Linked DNA regions of Mus musculus: region 1 is linked to region 2. Evidence: chromatin contacts called from public HiChIP or PLAC-seq data. All regions are on one chromosome and are shown on one strand. Each heading gives the region's core, a stretch centred on a gene start, on an enhancer-like site or on the middle of the called end of the contact. The rest is flanking DNA. Distances are from core to core; before and after follow the strand shown.

Region 1 (3,450 bases), core at 888-3,387, 270 kb after region 2:
GTTTGTGTGTGTGTGTGTGTGTTTAAAATGTATATGAACACAGTGTTGCTGACACACCAGAAGAAGGCATTTGATCCAATTATGGATGGTTGTGAGCCACTATGTGGTTGTTGGGAATTGAACTCATGACCTCTGGAAGAGCAGCCAGTGCTCTTAACCCTGCCCCCCCCCCCATCTCTCCAGCCCCAAACTCACGTCTTTATATTAAACTATATCTATATGTGTTTGTGTGTGTGTATGTGTGTGTGCACATGAGTGCAGTGCCTGTAAAGGGGTGTTAGATCCTTTAAAGCTGTAGTTACAGATCATGGACAATTACCTTAGGATGTTGAAAACCAAACTCTGCAAGAGTTGTGCACGTTCTTAATTGCCAAGTGTCTCTCCAGCTCCTAGGACTTACCTCTTGAAGGTTCCATTCTTCCAATACTGCCACCTTGGGGATCAAGTTTCCAACAACATGAACGTTTCTGAGGTCAAAATTAAATCATAGCCTAGCCTCATCACCCATTCTGCAAGTGGATCCCAATAAGTCTTGATAGACTTAGGACCCAGAGGAAGTATGTATGGACGTATATAGATGTGTGCAAACCTGTTTATGGGGAGACTTGCATATGTGTGTGTTGGAGGTAGAATTGGTGCATGTTGCCTGAGAATTGATGCGTCAAGGAGATCTAGAGCGTGCAGCTTCACCAAAGCCCCAGGAAAGAAATGTCAGCCCAGAAAGGACCTAAAGCAGTGGCCCATGGGAATATATCAACAGAGTGATAACTCATGAGTGTGTTCGCATGAGCAGGGCGAGTTTGCAAGCAGGAGGTATTCAGAAGTCCAGTTCTCCAGATGCTATTCAGATGATAAAAGTTCATTAGTGTGTGTGCTTCTCTGCTTAGGAGCCTCAGCTTTTCATCTCCTGGATGGCAACGAGAGTGGAGTTCTCCAAAAAGAATGACCCTCCATCACTCAAGGCCACTCTATGTGAGATACACGAGTCCATGCGCACACATTGGCTTTTCCAGCAGTAAGCTGTTGGTCTATGGGAAACTTCATGCTCTGTGCTTATTGAGAGATTGCCTTCATTGCCCCTCCATTTCTTCCCTGGCCAACAGCCCCTCCTAGGGAGCTGTGCCTCTCAGCACTGTGTCAGAAGCTTGAAAGAATAAACATCTCCACGGCAGCCTCAGAACACTGTGAGATGGTTGTAGAGGCTTTCATGATGCTCATTTATTCCTTGTGTAAACACAATTGTATTGGGGGAGGAGATGAAGAGATGCTGGAGTAGGGAGCCTGGGATATAGGAAGCTCTTCCAGCGTCTTTATTTATTATCTTCTGCAGAAATGAGGAGGACCTTTCCCTTTTCCTTGGTTCTCTACCTCACCCCCTGATCGCTCACAAACGCCACCTTGACTTTATGCTGCTGATATGGGGCTGGGCTCTCAGTAAGGTAGGAGAGGAAGCAGCATTTGTGTGCAGGAGAGGCAGCATTTATTGGGGGGGGGGGGTTAATGGCTTTAGTAATCATGAGCAACGATGACCAGCAATGGGGGTGGCAGTACGTGTGCACATGTGTTCCAGAGGGGTCTGTGACTCGCCGCAGCTGAGCCAATGACTCATTCCAAATTTAGCGACTTTTAGAGGTCATTTTAGTCATCCTCCTGGCTTTGGGCTGGATGGAGCCTAACTTAATATAACGTTTGGTGGAGGTAGTGTTCTGAGAGAGTGAGCAAAGAGTGGGGGTGGGGGGGGGAGGTATCACGTGGTCTCTTTGAACCGTTCTCCAGAAAAGGACGTTCCCTAGTTTCCCCAGGATGCTTGGGTTTCCCTATCCCCGTATCAGCGTGGTCCTCCCGGGAACTGCTTTTTTTTTTTTTTTTTTCTTGATAGAAACCGGATGTTGGATTCTCAAGGTGGGCGGGGGCTCCATCCCCTCGGATAACCTGTCAAGGGTTATTGAGATTCTTAGGGTCCCACTAGCCAGTACGAGAAGCTACCATCTATTTAATCAGAAACTTGCCATGCAGTCTGAGCTGAGAACAGAATAGAGCAAAGACGTTACAACGCCTTTTCCCAGGCAATGCGCATGATTCTGCGGCTCTGTGCTCGCTACACTTCAACGCACCTTGAAATGGGCTCGCCTTCTTCGCGCAGCGACGGACTAAGAGTTTAGCCAATCAGTGCCTAGACTCGTGAGCACTGTCCAATAAACAGCCGCCAGGGGCGGACCACCAGGACAGGCCCGGCTAGGCTTCACCGTGGACCTGGCTGCGCTCTGCCTCGGTTGGCAGTGCAGGTGCCGCTGCGCCGGGGCCCGGGAGGCTGCGCGCGCCGAGACGAGCGGAGCCAGGAAGGGATGGAGAGCGGGCCGCCCGGGCTACAGGAGCACCGGCAAGGGGCGTAGGCGGGCGAGAAGCGGGCACTGAGGCACGAGAAGTGTGCAGACGCAGGAGCACTTTGCGATAGGATGAGGCTCTTGGCTGGCGCGCGGTAGTACTATGATTTGGTATGTGGCCACTTTGATAGCAAGTGTGATCAGCACCCGAGGTCTTGTGGCTCAAGGTGAGTTGAAGTGCAGCATCCCTCCTCCAACCCTCTTGGCGTTCTTAGACCTTTGCTCCAGGCTCTGGCTCCCGAACCCCGGGGGCGAGGCTCCGGCTCCGGCCAGGCGCACCTCCGAGCACTGGCCCGGGCAAAGGCTGGGGAACTGCGGGTGGGAGGAACTCGGCGGGAAGGTGCGGGAGCCCTTGGGCTGCGAACGCCTTGGAATCAAAGTGGACTTAGTCTACCTTAGGCCCCTTGGTTCACAACCACACGTCGAATCTGAGCTTTGGGGAACCCCTAGTGCTCTAACTCTGGCTGCTGGGGACTTTGATGGTCTTTAGGCAGGATTCCGCGCGTCCCAGCCCTGCACAGCACCGCTGGATGGAGGAGCCCTTGAAGGGAGGCGCGATTAAGAGGTTGGGAGTCCCCGCAGCCGCCTCGAAGGGATCGGGTTCTCCGCCCCGCGCCCTTCCTTTCCACACATCTTGGCCGCGGAGGTCGGATCCCCTTGGCAGGTGACAAGCAGAATTGACCTAGAGGCTCCGAGCAGCATCTGCTCTTCTTGGTTCTGTCGGCCGCCCGCGCCCACCTTGACTGCATCTGGGCCCCGGCCAGGCAAAAGTTCCCGGGGAGGCGCCGTCGCCGCGCTTCAGGCTGCCCGGCCCAGCGGCCTCGGGGCGAGGGCCGCGAGGGAGGGGTCTGCCCAGCTGCGTCTCAGAGTCGAGTGGGATTTTTTATTTCTGCCTTCTCGGGTTTGAGCCCAAGAAAAAGCTAGGGAGAAGCCAAGGCGCGGGGTGCATACTTGAGCGCGAGGGCTTTCGCTTTGGAGATGGCAGAGCTCTGGGTGGCACCCGGCTCTCGGCCCTTGTATGGAAGTCAGAGCCGAGCCTGGAAGCTGCCAGGACTCTGAGCTCACG
Region 2 (3,266 bases), core at 154-2,653:
ATCAGACAACTAAATACCAGCATGGTACTAAGGAAGTTTGAGAAATAGAGGCAGTCAGAAAGAGGCAGGTTACAGGTATTCAAAACATGCACATGCAATGTAATACAGAATGGAGGTGAGATAGATAGACGGAATTTATGAGCCCGGTCCACTGCACTGTATTTTAAAGGGGGAGGAGGGATGATGGATAGGTGGGTGGGGTCACTGCTTAACTTTGGATTGGATCTGACAGCTGTAGCTGTCAAACCCACCTGCAGGATACTGTCTACCACACTATGAAATCCCGGTTACTAGAAGCAAAGCTGGAAGCATACTGCAGAGACAATGGGGATATCCAAGCACCAGGTGAGCATCCGACCATACAGCAGAGGGCTCCCTACCCTATCTAGGCTGTCCCCACCTCCCCAGCAGCACGCTGTCACTTTTGGCACGGAAGAAGGTAATGAATGCATGGGGGAGTCGCCCACGGGCGGGACTCGTGGGTGAATCTCAGGCTTTAGATTACAGTTGAAAAGAACCTGTCGCAGGCCTCGCAGGAGCTGGGCACTGAAAATCTCTGCTCCCAGCCCGTCCCACACTCGAGTCCAGGGGCAGGCTGACGTCCCGGTTTTGGGAAGGTCCCAGGGAATAGACTCACCGATCTGCCCAATGAACTCGATCTTGATGCCCTGGTGCTCTAGTCGCTTGTTGGGGTTCTTCAGTGATAGGCTCACTTTCCCCGAGACGGTTTCCCCGTCGTAGAAGAGGAAATATTTCTCCTTCTTCCCGTCCTCAGTCTTGTGCTCCGCTCGCTTCCTACTCTCCGCATCATTCAGCAAGATTTCCACCTCCACGCTCTGCCCGAAGCCGAAGAAGCTCATCTCCCCGCCTGGCCGCGCCGGTGTCGGCACAGACTGCTCCCTCCCTCCCAGGCGCGAGCTGCCTTCGGGGAAGGCAGGCCGGAGGGCCGGCTGCGGGAACGCGCTGGACGCTGCACCGCAGCCCCGCTCGCTCTGAGCTGGGCGGTGGGCGATCGCCGATGGCCTGCGCCCCTGGGGTGAGGCAGGGCGGAGGAAGGAGGTCGGCTGCGGGTTGCGGCGCCCAGAGCAGCGATGCACCGAGAGGCCAGACACAGTACCAACGCAGATCCTGGCGGTGCAGCGACTAGGGCCCTGGGAGGAAAGGCGCCAAGCACGCGCGTCTCGTCGCCCACCGGGTGGGGTCCAGCGCCCAGCCGCACACACAGAACTGCCTGGACTCCCGCGGCGTAACGCACCGAAGTGCTACGGCGGCGCCGGGCGGGGGAAGGGGCAGGAGAACTCCGGCCCGGATGCGAAGATGATGCCACGCGCACGCGCACGTCTTCTCTCCCCCCCCCCCCCCTCGCTTTCCCTACCCCCTCCAGGCCGTCAAGGGGTGCGCTCATCTGCGCATGTGCAGTGCCAAAGGGCGCTTTGTTTACATGGCGGCTCTGGCCTCTCTCCAGTAGAACTCGGGCCCAGATGTTCCGTCAAGTCCTAGCACTGCAAGTGCCTCCTTGTAATATTCCGGTTGCATTTCTCTTCCTTCTTAGCCTGATAAACGCCAGGCTACTCTTCACATTTGAATACGAGCAACGCTTGCGTGCTGTCTGACGGGATGAGGTGCCTTTCCCATGCACGCTCAGTGTCACCGGAAGGGGCAAATGTGACCGCTACTACAGGAAGTATGCTGTCCCCGCTGGCCTCTAGGTTCCCTGCCGTGTAAGAACGATATGACGGTAAGAAAAACACTAGTGACGTCCTGACCCCAACATTAACTGGAATGCTAAGGGAAAAAGAAAAAGTCCTCGCTAGCCTTGTTTAACTTCCAGTCTTTGCCCCGCCCACTTATGCGCACGCAGTGGGCGACCCAGCCCATTGGCTTGGGTTACGAACACGGCTCAGCGCGGTGATTGGTCGATTGTAAATCCCGAACGTTGTGACTGGTCCGCCAAAACGTCTCAGAGCGCGCGCGGGAGCGACGGCGAGCCGGTACGTCCACGGTCGGAATGGCGCTGCAGGATCTTGGAGAAAACTTGCAGCCTTGGTGTCCGCTGGGTCTCAGCCTCGGTGAGGAAACGCAGCCGCGGGTTCTGGGTTCGGGGCTTGGGGTGTTTTGTTCCGCCTAATGTATCCAAGCTTGCGTCTCGGTGAGGGTAGGGGTAGGGGTGGGGGAAGGGGAAGCCCTGGTCTCTGCACTGACCGTGAGCCCCAGGATTGTGACAATCTGCCCGGGTGAAGGCCAGCCAAACTTACGGTGGGATCTGAGTCCAGACGAGTAATTGGTAGAAAAGAGAGCTAAACTGTTCTAGCATGCGGGAGGTCGAGGCTGGAGGATTGCCATGAGTTCAAGACCATCCTGGGCCACACAAATGAATTTAAACCAGTCTCAATAATAATAATAATAAAACAATAATAATAGGAGTGTCTCAGTGATAATAACAATAGCAGCAGCAACATGAAAAGCTAATAATTGGCCTTTAATAGTGCTAGTGCCTCAGTTATCTCCATCTGTCACCTTTGTTCTACCTAGTCTTGCTGGAGTCCTAAGTCTATTCCCCAGGTGGTTTTAAACAGACAATCTCAATGTTCAGGTTGATTTTTTTTTTCTTAGAATTTGTGATCATAAATTCAGCTAGATGGTTCTTGTACCGGCTGGTTTTGTGTGTCAGCTTGACACAGGCTGGAGTTATCACAGAGAAAGGAGTCTCAGTTGGGAAAATGCCTCCATGAGATCCAATTGTAAGGCATTTTCTCAATTAGTGATAAAGTGGGGAGGTCCCCTTATGGGTGGTGTCATCTCTGGGCTGGTAGTCTTGGTTCTATAAGAGAGCAGGCTGAGCAAGCCAGGAGAAGCAAGCCAGTAAAGAACATCCCTCCATGGCCTCTGCATCAGCTCCTGCTTTTTGACTTGCTTGGGTTCCAGTCCTGACTTCCTTTGGTGATGAACAGCAGTGTGGAAATTTAGGCTGAATAAACCCTTTCCTCCCGAACTGCTTCTTGATCATGATGCTTTTTGTCCAGGAATAGAAACCCTGACTAAGACAGTTCTCTTGAAGACTTCATTAGATGTCCGAATGAAATCAAGATTCCCAAAGCCAGCTGGTTGAGCCAGTTAAATCACAAACCTGAGGGTTTTCTCTTTCATGCCTATTGCCCCCTCTTGTCCCCATAGCCAAGGAAGGCAATTTCAGGATAATCCCTAACTGCTTACTGATGCAGTCAGTCACTGTCTCCTGTACACCCTGCATTGCCTCCTTTGAAGGT

What was found. HiChIP or PLAC-seq counts read pairs in DNA pulled down with a chosen protein or histone mark.
Region 1: a contact with region 2 is called in an H3K4me3 HiChIP or PLAC-seq map of embryonic stem cells, with 26 read pairs. The contact joins the promoter of Igsf9b here to the promoter of Ncapd3 in region 2. A contact is called at or near these places in 3 of 39 promoter capture datasets (cranial neural crest, embryonic stem cells and neural stem cells), 5 of 484 Hi-C or Micro-C datasets (the HPC-7 cell line and embryonic stem cells), 5 of 115 datasets of contacts at active chromatin or transcription factors (embryonic hindbrain and embryonic stem cells) and 2 of 9 other capture datasets (adipose tissue and pancreatic islet).

What each region holds. Positions count from the first base shown.
Region 1 is chr9:27,296,967-27,300,416 of GRCm38.p6, forward strand. It overlaps Igsf9b (immunoglobulin superfamily, member 9B), which reads left to right and starts at 2,138. Exons shown (of 20, transcript NM_001326702.1): 1 at 2,138-2,551. The coding sequence starts at 2,488.
Region 2 is chr9:27,028,762-27,032,027 of GRCm38.p6, forward strand. It overlaps Ncapd3 (non-SMC condensin II complex, subunit D3), which reads left to right and starts at 1,404. Exons shown (of 36, transcript NM_178113.4): 1 at 1,404-1,738; 2 at 1,862-2,069. The coding sequence starts at 2,009. It overlaps Vps26b (VPS26 retromer complex component B), which reads right to left and starts at 1,333. Exons shown (of 6, transcript NM_178027.4): 1 at 638-1,333. The coding sequence starts at 860.